3 separate regions of the Mus musculus genome follow, and regions 2 and 3 are each linked to region 1. The links are chromatin contacts, called in public ChIA-PET and HiChIP or PLAC-seq maps. All regions are on one chromosome and are shown on one strand. Each heading gives the region's core, a stretch centred on a gene start, on an enhancer-like site or on the middle of the called end of the contact. The rest is flanking DNA. Distances are from core to core; before and after follow the strand shown.

Region 1 (4,568 bases), core at 1,254-3,753:
ATTAAGCCACAAATGTTCCCAGAGCACTTGGAGATATTTAAATTATAGGCTTCAGATCTAATGGAGAAAAATCACAAATATGGGCACAAATGATTCCTTTTGTTTGCTTGGTGCCTTTCATGGCTCTCAAATGGGTCTGCCAGCTTAATGGCCACTTCCAAAGCCACTAGGATCAGAGCGGGTGGTGGCAAGGAGATGACAGGAGGCAAAACCCCTACAGTGATGAAAAATTACACTTCTTTTAAGGAAACATTTCCTTTGTGCCTATAACTCATAATAACAGGCTGGTTTTGAATACACAAACAAAGCTGGGGGCGGTAGTTCAGTGGGAGAGTGTGTTAATATGTGTAAGGCCCTGGGTTCTATCCCCAGCACTAAACAAAAGACACAGATAAGCAAGCTGACAAAGCAGTGTTTGTCTCTCTGGCTGGCAGCACTCCAGGCCACAGACTGCTGCCTAAATCCCATCCCCGAACACTGTGCAAGAGGGTTTTTGTAACTGCAGTTTCTGGGTTCAAGTCTCCTTTGGCAATTGCTACGGGATCTGTTTGGACAACTCAGAAACTAACGTCCACCCTACCACAGTATCTCTGTAGCAAACTCTCTTCCACTGTCACATAAAGATCAAATTCTGACTTAGTAAAGAGAGCTTTAAATATATATATATATATATTCGAAAAGAGAAAAAAAAAAAGACCATAGCTTATCATTGTAGTAGAGAGCTTGTGGTCAGAAAGTCTGCAAGTGCCCTGAAGACTAAACAAGAAGAGCTGACAGAGAAGGGGCTGGGGGAAAGGACATATGGAAGTCAGAGGTCAATGGTGGGTATCTTCCCAAATTGCTCTCCATCTCATTTTCAGACAATGTTGATAAGCCACCACCACTGAAATGAGACAACTTAAGCCAGATTAGATTGTATTAAAGGCAGGTTTATTGGAAAAACTGTTCTTGGGTGGGCAAGCTCACTGGCCCCAAGTCCAGGGAAGTTGAGCCATGGGTAGTGGGCGGGGGGTTGTTACAGGGAGGGGAAGAGTGAAGGGAGGGAGGGAGAAAGAGAGAAAGGGGCCCCACACACAGAGTGAAGAGAGAGACCAAAATGTCTGGATTATATAGGGAAGAAGAGCTTCTGGGGGGAAGGGCAGTCCAGCCCCCACGCTAGAAAGTTCAGGGTTGGGAGCAGGGTATGCCAGGTAGGGACTGAGGGATTCTGGGAGAACCTGGAGGCCAGGTCTGCTTTGGTGTGTAAAATATGCACCCGAGTCCCTTGTCCTGGGGTTCAAAACCAAACAAGCATCTCTCACTGAACCTTGATCTCACTGACTCTGCTGGGCTGACAGGACAGAAACCCTGGGGACCCTCCTGTCTCTGCCTCCCCAGTTCTGGAACTGCAGGTGCTTGCCCCTGCACTTGACTTTTTACTGAGAATTTACAGCCAGGCCCTCACACTTGCAAAGCAAGCACTTAAACGACTGCTCATCTTCCCAGTTAGAGCTTTTCTTTCACAGGAAAGAAATCCAAAGCTAGAAAATTCAGGAAATAAAATAGAAGGGTGGCCTGCTAATATAGCAGGTCAGAGCTACTACACCCCGGGTGTCAGCCTGTGCACAGCTGCATGGGGACCAACATGCAGGCACCTAATTTGGCTGTCCAGCATTTTGTTGATAAGTGGGGACAAGTAGTTCGATTAATCACTTATTAAACCAAGCATGAGTTAGGTGTGGTGGCGCATGCCTTCAATCCCAGCACTCTGGAGGCAGAGGCAGACGGATTTCTGAGTTCGAGGCCAGCCTGGTCTATAAAGTGAGTTCCAAGACAGCCTGGGCTATACAGAGAAACCCTGTCTCACACACACACACACACACACACACACACACCCTAAAAACAAACAAACAAACAAACAAAAGACCAAGCATGGAACTTTGGAATGCTGGCCTGTCACAGAGAATGAAGGGATATCCTGGAGTTCTGTCTAAGTCCTATTGGAAGGATGTTTTCCTTGCAGAGACAGGCTGTGTGGAGTGGTGTGGCAGCAACCGATTCAGTGTTCCTGAGAAAACGAAAACTGAGGAGTGCCACATCCCGACTCAATCCCTGCTGACCAGTAGAAGTCACACTCCAAATCCAAGGCTAGCAGATCGCTGCAGGGAATCGTTTGCTGCTGCTGCTCCAGGCACCTCTGGAGTCAACCGGGAGAGAATGCTCGAAACTCAAAACTCGAACTGACTGCCACACCACTCCACATAGTCTGTCTCTGCAAAGAAACCATAGGCCAACTCACGGAAACCAGTCCTGCAAGCAGTACTTGTGGGCTCAAATTATATACGTGACTTCTAAAATCATGTGGCTATTTTTCTTCCACCTCGGCTTCCTACTCTGTAAAATAGGGAGAACTCATTATCTGAGTTGGAAGGATTGGGTAGTCGCAAGTGACAAACTGCTCTGCAAGGTATGACCCGGAAAAGAAAGCTCAAGCCTCCCAAGTCTTTGAACCGGAGGAGGGCGGGGCCTGGCATCGATTGCTCCGCGTTCCTCTAGGCACCCGTCGCGATCAGCCGAGTCAGAAGTGATCGATGCTCTCGGTGTAGTCGGTGATAAAGCCAGCCGAAGAATCTTCGCCCGGACGGAACCAGTCGTCGCCAGCAACGAGAGACACAAACAAGTCCAAGCGCCAGAGAGGTTAGTTGGAGCTCCAGGCAGCTGCAGTTGCTTAGACTTGCAGCCTGGCCGTGAAGGACGGATTGCGCAGGCGCCATGCTAAAGCCCGGCGCGGGCGAGCCGGGACGGTTTCACGCAGGCGCCTTGGGAGGCCTGGGAGCTGCTTGAAAAGCCGCGTGCGTAGTAGCTATCTGCTCCCCACAAACAGTTGAAGGAGCTGCTAGGGATGTCAAATAGCGCATGCGTGCAACTGTCGTGCCCTTCCCTTTTAGGCTTCGGTTAGTGGTTCAAGTGTGAGGATAGGTTTAGTGGCGAGACCGGCCCACATAACCACGCCTGCGCCGTCTGTCCGGAAGGCATGGCTGCGGCCACTGCTACCTGTTTCCAATCTCCATCCTCGAACCCGTTCGCCCAAGTCCGCCTGTCCCCCGTAAGCGGACAGAGGTCCACAGCAACAACCAAAGACTTCCTGGGAGTCGGGGCGTCTTCTCTTAGGCCACTTAGCCAGCCCTCCAATCCAGACTGTCCAGAAGGGCGTGAGCAGCCGGGTACTTTGAGAGAAGGACTGCACGTGCTTTCCCTAGACTGTTGTTCATGCTAAGGCATCCAGCATCCCGCTTAGCAACCAAAACCGGTTTCTGTAATGCATCCCCAAAAAGTGCACTTAGGAAGCGAGGCTTGATTCCGTTCGGCCCCGTTTTTGGCTCCTTTGGTTTTGGTGTGAGCAGCTTAGTTCACTTAGGAAGCCCAGATAGAACCACACAGATTAGATCCTGCACCCTTTGGGTGACATCCTTTCGCAAAAAGCGTCGTTTTGTACACCAACAAATGGGCCTTTATTTAAAGACCTTTTAGAATTAAGGCTACAGAGAAACGTTTTGTGCAACCCGCACCTGGCCATTACTTGAAAGCAGTGCCTTTTGCCTGACACGTGAATGTAGAATACCAGAAGGCCACCTTGCAAGCAAAGACACAGCCCCTACCAACTTCAAAAGCAAAGCAATGGCCGGCAAGATGTCTTTAAGGCCTATTAACTGTTGCACTGTGGGAGAGAAACTTATACTGGAACATATGAGGCCATTGAGGCTGGTACATGTGGCCTGTGTTTGGGTGATTGTGGGTGTCATTTTACCAACAATAACCCCCGGTTTTGTTTGTCTAGGCTCTTAAATTTATAGTCTCCTGGTTTAGGTGGTGAATTCCACAGTTAGGCCATCTATACCTGACTATTGGAAGCCTATTTATACATCTCACAATAAACTTTTATATGGTACTCTGGGAAGCCAATTTAGAGGCTAGTGTGGGTACACTGTTAAAGACTGGTTTATAAACCAACAGTTGCTCCCTTCTGTGGCAGGCCTTTTGGTTAATACTGCCTTTTCTAAGAGGCAATTCGGGGAGAGGGTATAGGAAGCCAGGCCATACTTATAGCCAGGTTACAGGGCCACTTAGTCTGGTCCTATCTGTGTCAGACCGGGTTGTGTGGGAGCACTGGGGGGTTGACTTGAAACCTGGGCTTGAGGCCATAGAGAAAGGCAGTCCAGGCAGTATACACTGGAAGGCCTGTTCAAGCTTCTGGTTGTGTGAAGACTGTTGCTTTGGGCCCACATCAGACCAGCTCCTCTGGAAACATTCATGGAGCCTAGGATCCTACAGTGGACAACTGCTGAATCCTGGAGCTCTTATAAAGAAACCTTGACACATTGGCTGTAAAGCCAAGGCAAAATGTGCCTTCACCTGGCGCATGGATTGTACCTGTTAGCTACTGTCTTAGTTAGGGTTTCCATTGCTGTGAAGAGACCATGACCAAGGCAACTTTTATAAAGGACAGCACTTGGGGCTGGTTTTACTTGGGGCTGGTTTACAGGTTCAGAGGTTCAGTCCATTATCATCATGGCCGGAAGCATGGTCGA
Region 2 (4,568 bases), core at 642-3,141, 240 kb after region 1:
TCCCGGGACCATTTTCTGGCTCAGGATGTGAGCTTATTCTGCCAGCGTGCTCCTGTCATGAGGTGCTTCCTGTCTCATTAGAGGTCCACATCAGCAAAACCCACTTGATTTCGGACTACAGTCTCCAGAACATGCCAAAGCCACCTTCCTCTCTGTAACTAACGGCCTTAGTTACTTCATTATAGCTACAGAAACCTGACTAACATCAGCCTCGGCGGCTGAGATCTAGCTTTGAATCACAAAAGGGGAACACTAGGCCTCAGTTAGTGCTTTTGATACTTTCAGGTGCCAGGCAAATCACACTAATGGGAGCATATCAGACACCAGCCAGCTCCAGCTGACTGCCCTCACCCAGGAGTGAGCTTCAAGGGCAGCTGCTGCCCTGTCGCTCTCTCCAGGGCTTCAGTTTTTAAGAAGCAAAACCAGAGAAGCCCTCAGTGAAGGGAGGCCTAGCATGCTAGTAGCCTCATACAGCTACCTGCCCATGGACAGACAGTACTGCATCTGCTTCTCCAACGTATAATCCCATGGGAGCACCAGATGAGGTATTGTAGGGATGACAGGATGTTACCTTGACAACCTTGAACCTCTGAAGGAGCCGACACAGCATTCTTGCTTCCAGCTTTCCCACGTTCATAGCAACTCGGATCTCAGCTTGGGAAATTCCTTTCGTTCCTCTGCGCTCAACTGTGAACAATACCACACTTGAACCCCACCACTGCACAGGGGCAGCTGCTCACAGCCACTTCCCTGCTCCCTGGCTAAGCACGAAAGTGGAACCGCCAGAGAAAGCACTCTCCCCTTCCCCAGGAGCACTCCACTGCCAGACTGAAGAGCTACCTGACCCTGAGAACACCAGCTGCTCACTTTGTGTGTAGCTCCCTGGTTCTCCATGCTAAAACATGAATGGGAAAGCAAATTGTGGCTCTATTCCAAGAGAAGCGGACCTATTAAAAGTCTCTATCACCTTTAAGCAGCAGGAGGAAGTTAGCCTTTTCTCACAAATGAACTTACTCAGATTAATGAAACTGACCCTTTCAAAAAACATCAAAATGCTTTTTAAGATAATATTTGGGGGTGGCAGGGAGGGCTGTCCTTGAACATGCGATCATCCTGCCTCAGCTCCCAGGTACATGTGCCCCATGTTCCTTCCTCTTCTGAAAACGTCTCTTAACGTGCGTTTTCATGTTCCTGTGGAGACCAACAATTGCCCCTTTTCTCACAGCCTGACCAGCAAGAAGTATCCGAGGAAATGATGGCAGCAGCGCCATAGCCGAGAACAGAACTTGCTGCCTGTTTTCAGTACCGTGTATGCAGTCTGCAGTTCCTGCCCTGGAGTCCATGCCTGTTACTCAGTACAGTACCTGCCTTTCACAAGTCTTTTTGAAATACCCTGGGATCAGATATTCCAGGGAGGAACCTGGTTGGAGGCTGATACATGAGCTTTAGACAGATGATGGCAAAGCTCTTTGAACAGAAAACACTGCTTTTTAAAAAAAAATGCATTCACACATTTGAGGGTACCAGGCAAAAACCAGTCAGGGTGCAGGAGGCTTTCTACGTCAGACACACATAAAGATGGCCATCAGAATGAGAGGAGATGGCTCATGGGGCATAAATGGGGACAAGAGGGCTATAGGCAGTTGTTTCTAAACTATGTTCTGAGGAATCTGAGCCACCACAAGAACTGTCAATCTATCAGCCTTCATAAAGGCCAAGTGAGTGATTAGCCAGCATGGCCTGCGGTGGAGGCTATGATGCAACAATTCAGAAGGCAACAGAGGTGCCAGAACCTGCGCAACAGAACGGCAGAGAGGCTGAGTTCTGTTGTCTTCAGTGGGATGGCTACGCTCACTTCCTCTGTGCAGCAGACCGCGAGATGCTTGCAGTATGGGGTAGAGCTCTTGCTCTCTATTGGGCTGTTCTAAGAAGAAGTAGGTGGTACTCTCCACGTGTCTGCTAATCCTCTGCCTCTCTTCCTTTATGCAGCAGCAAGGCCCCATCGGTAGCAGAGCAGATACCAGCACCTAATCCAAACTCACCAGCTTCCAGAACTACACGTCAAAAACAACACTTTTCTTTAAATACTGTCTGCTCTTGGATGCTTTGTTAAGCATCAGAAAACAGATTAAGATAAACAGCCAGCCAAGCCTGAGCGTTTCTGTGGGTGCTGTTGCAGCTAATTTACTCTTGTGCCTTTTATCTGAGAATGTGCTCATGTCGGTTTCATCCAATGTGATGGTTAACTTTAGGTGGATTAAGGGATTCTCAGGTGGTCAAGCATTATTAAGTAGGTCTATGAAGGTGTCCACTTCCGGCAGAACCTGGCCTATGAGTCACAGGGTAACAGGGGAGGGAGGGTATGCCTAGATAGGTGGAGCATATCATCAACCAGGAGCCAGTAAGAACAAAAGAACCGACAGGCAGGAAAGGCAACTCACTCTCTCTCCACTTCCCTCCTACCTGGGTCAGGAGCACCTTCTTCCCTTGACCTGGATCATGAAGACCCTGGGTTTTCCACTTGTGGCAGCTATGGTAGGCCTCAATGTCCACGCCACATGAAACAATCTCCCTAATAAATGCCCTCAGTCTACTGATGCACCTCTATAGAGAATTCTGTTGTCATTCCCCATTTTCACAGACAGGGAAGCAAGGCTCAAGGATCTTGTTAAAGCCACATATCTAGGAGGCAACAAGGCTCCACCCTGAACTTGATCCACAGCCGAAGCCTGGAGAGAAGCCTGCCACCTCCTAGGCTTTATGCGCTGGAGCCCCACTCCCCTCACGGGGACACCTTTCCCACTCTAGGGCTCATAGCCTCAGGCAAGGGCTGTGAGCGGGACTCACTGAGCTCGTAGGTCTGCGTGAGCATGTCCCGCTCAAAGACGATGTCCACAGGAGGGACTCCCTTGGAGATGACCTCCTCATCGTCATCATCATCGTGGTCGTCTTCCATCTTTCGCTTGAATTCCTTCAGGAGCTTAAGACAGCGCACCATGACATCAGTTCCTAGGAACAGGGCATACATCAGCAAGCAATAGACACAGCACCTCATGGGAGAGCATTGATGACATCCTGAAAGGCCATAGCTGACCTGTCATCACTGCAAGTTCATCCCCTGTGAGGTGTGAGAGCAGACGGCTTAGTGGTTAAGAACACTTGCTGCACTTAGAGGACCTAGGTCCAGTTCCCAGCATTCACAGGTTTGCTTCTTGGCACCTCACATTAGAGAGCTCATAACTGCTGTATCTAGCTCTAAATGCAGAGGATCAAATAATCCAATCTAGCCTCCAGGGCATCCCCACACATATGGCACGTATTAGCAGACACATACACAAAAATAAAATGAAAATATAATATAAATAAAATGAATATAAATTTAGGAAGAAAAAAAAACCCTACAATACCTACTACTCTTAGGGGCAAGACTATAGTGTCTTGTTAACAAATTTAGAGAAGGAAGAAATACTTGCAAAAGGGTCAGGAGGCACCCTGCTAGCTTGCCAGTGTAGCCGGAAGACATAGTCTATTCCTTTGAACATTCATTCTTCCAGGTAGGGGCCACACATGGGATTTGCTCAAGAAATGAAGAACAACTTTTCCTTTAAAGCCAACAAGAGCCCTTCTGGTGACTGAGGGTGGGACTGAGGATAAACGTAGTTTACAAAGAACTCAAAAAGAGGCAGTGGCAGACAAGACTAAGAGGTCTTAGCTAGCACTGTTATGACATTACTGCCAGTGACAAATACAGACAAGGTGGGACCTTGCTGCAGTACAAGCCATGCTCTGGGCTGCTATGGGCTCTGAAGGAAATTTGCACCTACCTCCAGATAGCCTACCACATCAGGGGAAAACCCACACTTAGGCCCAAGGAAAAGGACAACAAAGACAGGAAACAATGTAGATGCCTGGCATAGACGTATGCCAGCTCACTGGTCCTAAGGACTCTAGGAGTCATTTTATATACAAGGGAACTGAAGCATGGAAGGGTTAGATCACCTGCTCAAGCTCCCCACAGCTTGTCAGTGACAGGCAAATTACGCTGTCAGGTTTCCTTAAGTAAAAGGAGAAAGCTAAGGGTGAGCAGGGCAAATGGCATGCAAATTCAGTGTGACACCCACCAGAATGATCGAACTCTGGGAAATTTATCAAGAAGTCCTAGAACAACTGGAGGAGGTAAAAGTCTTAGGTGACTGCAAAGGGGCCTGCCCAGAGTCTCAAAGTCATATGACAACCAGATAGGTAGGAAGCTGCCTTTGCTCGGCTAAATGATATGTTCTTTCTGTGTTGTTGCAGGATAGTTATCACACAGTTATTTACTATTACATCTGTCAGTTAATGTGGTTGGAAAAAAAAAAAACCCAACGTTAATGGAGAAGAAGAAAGCCCACCAACATTACAGAAAGCAGAGGACATCTGACAGAAAGACAAGAGAGGACAGGAGACATCTGACAGAAAGGCACAGAGGAAAATTCACCTAAGATCAGCTCTAGAGGAAACATCAGCTCTGTGATTTCATTTGGACACTCAGACTTGGGAGACCCCAGAACAATGGTAGCCTTGGGCTC
Region 3 (4,568 bases), core at 1,465-3,964, 140 kb after region 1:
GGCCTCTAGCATCACTCGGTCTCCTGAGTGCTGGGATCACAGGTGTGTGCTACTACACCCAGCTTCCCAGAGCAGTCTTACCACAGCCCCTAAGCAGGGGAGGAGAGGAAACGGAGCCATCCAAGATCTACCTCCTGTGGGCATCCCTCCTGCCTGGCTGAAGGAGAAGTCTGGGTTTAAAATCCCCATTGCTCAGATTTGTATCCTGGAGGGAAGTGACTCCCACAGGAATGAACTGACTGTCCCAGGAAATTCTTCCCGCTGTGCCTTTAGAACTTCCTCTGTAAAGTACCTCCCTTCAGCTGGTGGTGCCTGTCTTTAACAGTGGCTGACAGCCAGGGAGTTTGAGGCTAGCCTAGGCTTTGACAGTGAGATCCTGTTCAATAAACGCAGCTTCCCAGTCCGGCACTTGACCTTCAAGCTCTGACCTCTGGATTAGCCCAGGATTTCTTCACTGGTCCTCCACCTTCCACCCCCTTCCACTGCTTATACCCGCTCCCATCATTTCCAACCCAGGAAGCTGCTAAGATCTATGTGGTAGCCCTGGCTCCATTACCACCCTCTCCCCATCTCCTGGGTGACTGAGGGAACTAAGGTACAAGCCCGAGGAACTTGGGATTCCCTGCCCTGCTGTTACCTTGCCTCCTGTCTGCCATCATTAACATAGGAGGTGCCAGCCTGTGCCGTCCTGGCTCCCATACTCACTACCTAAGGCTACCTGTTGGGAATTCCAACCCTCACCAGTCCCATCTCTTCATTCTATTAAAATTACTTATCAAGCAACTTCTCTCAGAGAGACAATTATTAAATTTTCTCAGATCGTGAGCACAAATCAAAATTTTATTTCGAATTTGCAGAATAAGAATCAGGACTCATGGAGAAATGTATGTGCTAGTTATATTTCGCAACTGGTGAAAGACCCAGAGAATCAGCCTATAGGACAGACCTGTTTTGGCTCATAGTTCAGTGTATTCCTTCCACCATGGTGGGGATAGCATGGTGGCCTCAGTGGCTCTCTGCTGGGGAAAGAACTTGCACTGGGGTTTGTCCGTACCCTAGTGAAAGGAACTGGAGGTGGCCATCGCCTTCAAGGCCCACTGGTGTCACTCTTCTGCTAGAAAGGCCCAGTGTCCAAAAGGTTCCACCATGTCCTGGAACAATGTCACCACCTGGGAACCAGGTGTTCAAAACACGAGCTGTGGGTGCACATTTTATAGCCAAACCATAGGACACTGGCTCAAAGCTCAATCCGAGGAAGGAGCTTTGTAAGCAAGTGACTGTGTACAACGGCTCTGCCCCACAGAGCCGTGTGCTGAGATAGAAGCTGCCGAGACTGCTTCCTGTGCTCTCACCCTGTACCACGCACAAGTGAGTTATAAAGAAAAGAGGCTTTTTTCAGTTCATAATTCTGAGGTCAGGAGGTGGAATCTAGAGATGGCCTTGCTGATGGAGCCCTCAGGGGAGTCAGGGCACCCCATAGGAGAACATGTGTGTGTGCTCATGTATGTGTGTGGTGTGTGTGTGTGCTCATGTATATGTGTGATATGTGTATGCCTGTGTATGTATGTGGTGTGAGTGTGTGTTCATGTATGTGTGTGGTGTATGTGTGCTTGTGTGTGTGTGTGTGTATGTGCAAGCACACTCGTGTATGCATGTGGTGAGTATGTGTGTGCTCATGTATGTGTGTGGTGTGAGTGTGTGTTCATGTATGTGTGTGTGTACAAGCATGCTCATGTATGCATATGGTAAGTGTGTGTGTGCTCATGTATATGTGTGATGTGTGTGTGCTTGTATATGTGTGTGGTGTGTGTGTGTTCATGTATGTGTGTGGTGTGAGTGTGTGCTTCTATTATGTGTGGGGTTTGTGTGTGGCATGAGTATATGTGTGTGTGCTCGAGTATGTGTGTGGTGTTTGTATATGTGTGTGTTCATGTATGTGTGTATATGCATGTGTACTTGTATATGTGTGTGGTGTGAGCGTGAGTCTGGTTTCTGTGTATAGTCCTTATGATTCCAGGGCCTGCTCTAATGAGTTTACCTAACCCTGATCCCCTCCCAAAGGCCTCTCTAAATACCACAGTGACTAATTTCCTCCTCTTAATCCCTCTCCACAAGCATTCACATCCAGTCAAGTTTCCCAGGGGGACACACCAGATTCAAACCACACAGGAAATGCTTCCCAGTACTTAGCCAGGTTCCTTGGAATGCAGCTGGTTTGACTGAGGAGTTGAAATTTTCACTTAAAATGAACAATTTTATTTAAGTTTATTGGCATCTAAGCTTTGTTTCTGTGTGTTTTTGTCAACAGCCTCCACTAAGAGAGGACAGGGAAAGATCTAGAAAAATGAAAAAAGAAAGGACCCAAGGGTTGGTGTGATGTCTGTAGAGGGTTCCTGCGCGTGGCGGGCGCAGCCACCAAGGTGTTGTGAGCTGGGATTTTCCCAGCAGCCCCCGCTGTGCTGGATGCCCTGGAAGCCACGATGATGCTTTAACTTGGTGGAAGAAAACGCTGTTTGCGCTTATTCTGGTTCCGGCCTCGTGGGCTGCCGCGGAGCGCGCGTAGCCTGTTCAACTTTCCTGACATAAATTTCCCACTTAAGTCATTAAGTCAAAACCAAAAAAAAAAATCCCAGACCACAGGGCACGGTTCTGTTCACCGCGGGTGCACTGCGCGCTGTGGGTTCACAGCGCCGGTGACGTCGCGGATTTGCGGTGATACCACACTGAGCTCAAGAGACGTCAGTGTCCGTGGGACCGTGGACATGGCGTGACACCACTCTGGGGTGAAACGCGGGAAAAATGAAGGCAGGAGCAAGTGATGCCCAGCAACTCCTGTGTCCAGAGGGAGGGGAAGGGAAGGGCCGTGCCTCAGTCCCTGCTGCCCCCTGGTGGCCCGCACTGTCTCAGCACCAGCCTGCGTTCCTGGAACTCCCCAACTGCGGCCCAAGTAGGTGCAGCCCAGCTTCTGCTTGTCTCTGACAATGCTCCTGCTCTGGAGAACAGCACAGACATTCAGGATACCCTAAACCCAACTGTCTGGCACCGGGCCAGTCTGCAACTTATCTGAGCTCACATATGCATCTGTAATTGACACCTGTCTCACGAGCCCGTGGTGAGAATTAAATACATCACCACTTCAGTGAGCCCCTGGAGTGGCTCTTGCACACAAAACTCTTTAAAAGCATCTGCTAAGCTTATTCTTGATGTCCGACTGAGTGCGTCTGGGCAGTGCGGGAGTTGAGCAGTAAATTATGCTCAAGGAAAATGGCACCCTTAATCCCAAAGACAGCACAAGTCCAGGATAAAATGTGCCCCGCTGTCACCACCCTGTGTCTGCACATGTCCCCATCTCGCCATAGGCTATGTGCAGAGTGACTCTTGGCTGTTTTTCCTTTACAGTGCTGGGGTCATGAGCAGAGGTCCTCACAGCAGGCAAGAACTCCACTGCAGAACCACCCCAATCCCTCTGCCATTACATAGCACCAACTTCTCATAGGTCCAGGTCCTCTGTCCCAGCTCCTTCCATGCAGACCCAGATCCAGGCCCTCATATAGAGCACCACTCTGTAATGTTATGACTTTGTGGTCTGGGCACACATCTGTATTGCACACTGTCCTTTGTGTCTGTCCCTTGGGCCTCTGATGAGTTCTGGCTACTCTGACTTACCCTCCTTGCTACAGTTCTGCCATGATTTCCAGCTGACCACCGAGGCCCAAGTCACTCTACATGGTTTTTTGTCCTTTGCTACCATGGGACCACAGGCCACACTGACAGTCCTCCCTAATCAGGAAAAGCAGCAGGAGAAAGTCCTTTGCCGTTTTCTTTCCACTCTGCGTGTAATGTATGGTGCTTTGTCGTCCACACTGTGGTCATGAAGAGACAGTATCGAGATGGAAGATAAAGGCAAATGAGGTGCGGCAGAGAGGGAAAAGTCCTCGAACGCATCATCTAATCGTCAAACCCTGCCTCCTGAGTCTAAAGCCATGTGCTTTTGTTTAAACAGAAATTCCTTTGCAAAGGTAACCCAATCTTCAGTGTTGTAGCGGATGGAACAAGGAACTCTGAAGCTACCTTCAACTAGGCATGCCCTAGTTCCTGGAACCTGTGCACATGTTTATACTTTCAGGGAAGCAATGAATGTTACAGTCAGAATAAAAATTACAGTACCAACCCAGGGGCCTCCTTCTTCCCTGCAGCCACAGGGTGGGGAGGGGGGAGGGAAGGGGATGTGGTCCACTTCAGTCTCTTCCTCCTCCTTTGGATTTCTCCTTCCTCTTTCTTCTTTTACGCCCCCATCCTCTTCCTCTTCTTTCCCCTCTTCCTCCTCTCTTCCTTTCTCTTCTGCCACCTCTTCGCCCACTAAGTTAATTACAATCCTTTCTAAATCTGGTCCTACAGAGACAGGCACCGTGACTTGTAAATGAATGACGGATGGACTGATGTCTCCCACTGTCTCTTCTCAGTGCCCTTGTGTAAACCCCAGAGCCACCCACAGCATCTGTTGGGCATCTTCACAGCCAGTGTTCAGCCATGTCAGCAGCCCAGCTGGCACAAGGCTCATGGCACAT

The links. ChIA-PET counts read pairs in DNA pulled down with a chosen protein or histone mark. HiChIP or PLAC-seq counts read pairs in DNA pulled down with a chosen protein or histone mark.
Region 2: a contact with region 1 is called in an H3K4me3 HiChIP or PLAC-seq map of the 230-238 cell line, with 11 read pairs. The contact joins the enhancer-like site here to the promoter of Kdm8 in region 1. A contact is called at or near these places in 9 of 39 promoter capture datasets (the C10 cell line, the HPC-7 cell line, hematopoietic stem and progenitor cells and 4 more), 1 of 484 Hi-C or Micro-C datasets (bone marrow-derived macrophages), 5 of 115 datasets of contacts at active chromatin or transcription factors (the 230-238 cell line, CD4 T cells, large pre-B cells and 2 more) and 4 of 9 other capture datasets (adipose tissue, liver, macrophages and 1 more).
Region 3: an RNA polymerase II ChIA-PET map of memory CD8 T cells shows a contact between it and region 1, with 4,975 read pairs. The contact joins the enhancer-like site here to the promoter of Kdm8 in region 1. A contact is called at or near these places in 16 of 39 promoter capture datasets (the 3T3-L1 cell line, the C10 cell line, the HPC-7 cell line and 10 more), 1 of 15 datasets of contacts at CTCF or cohesin (embryonic stem cells), 7 of 484 Hi-C or Micro-C datasets (bone marrow-derived macrophages, cranial neural crest, embryonic fibroblasts and 4 more), 23 of 115 datasets of contacts at active chromatin or transcription factors (the 230-238 cell line, CD8 T cells, the NIH/3T3 cell line and 16 more) and 5 of 9 other capture datasets (adipose tissue, embryonic stem cells, liver and 2 more).

The regions. Positions count from the first base shown.
Region 1 is chr7:125,442,117-125,446,684 of GRCm38.p6, forward strand. It overlaps Kdm8 (lysine (K)-specific demethylase 8), which reads left to right and starts at 2,504. Exons shown (of 8, transcript NM_029842.5): 1 at 2,504-2,676.
Region 2 is chr7:125,678,255-125,682,822 of GRCm38.p6, forward strand. It overlaps Gtf3c1 (general transcription factor III C 1), which reads right to left. Exons shown (of 37, transcript NM_207239.1): 7 at 2,848-3,009; 8 at 572-687. Among named protein-coding and RNA genes, the nearest start is that of Gtf3c1, 27 kb to the right of the region's middle. Within about 2 kb of position 1,892, at least 18 of the 459 cell types and tissues checked have an H3K27ac peak or open chromatin away from gene starts, as enhancers often do. A contact at or near this core is called in the 230-238 cell line, where this site is marked.
Region 3 is chr7:125,578,692-125,583,259 of GRCm38.p6, forward strand. Il4ra (interleukin 4 receptor, alpha) reads left to right here. Exons shown (of 11, transcript NM_001008700.4): 11 at 1-783. Among named protein-coding and RNA genes, the nearest start is that of Il21r, 22 kb to the right of the region's middle. Within about 2 kb of position 2,715, at least 135 of the 459 cell types and tissues checked have an H3K27ac peak or open chromatin away from gene starts, as enhancers often do. A contact at or near this core is called in CD8 T cells, the HPC-7 cell line, the NIH/3T3 cell line and 9 more, where this site is marked.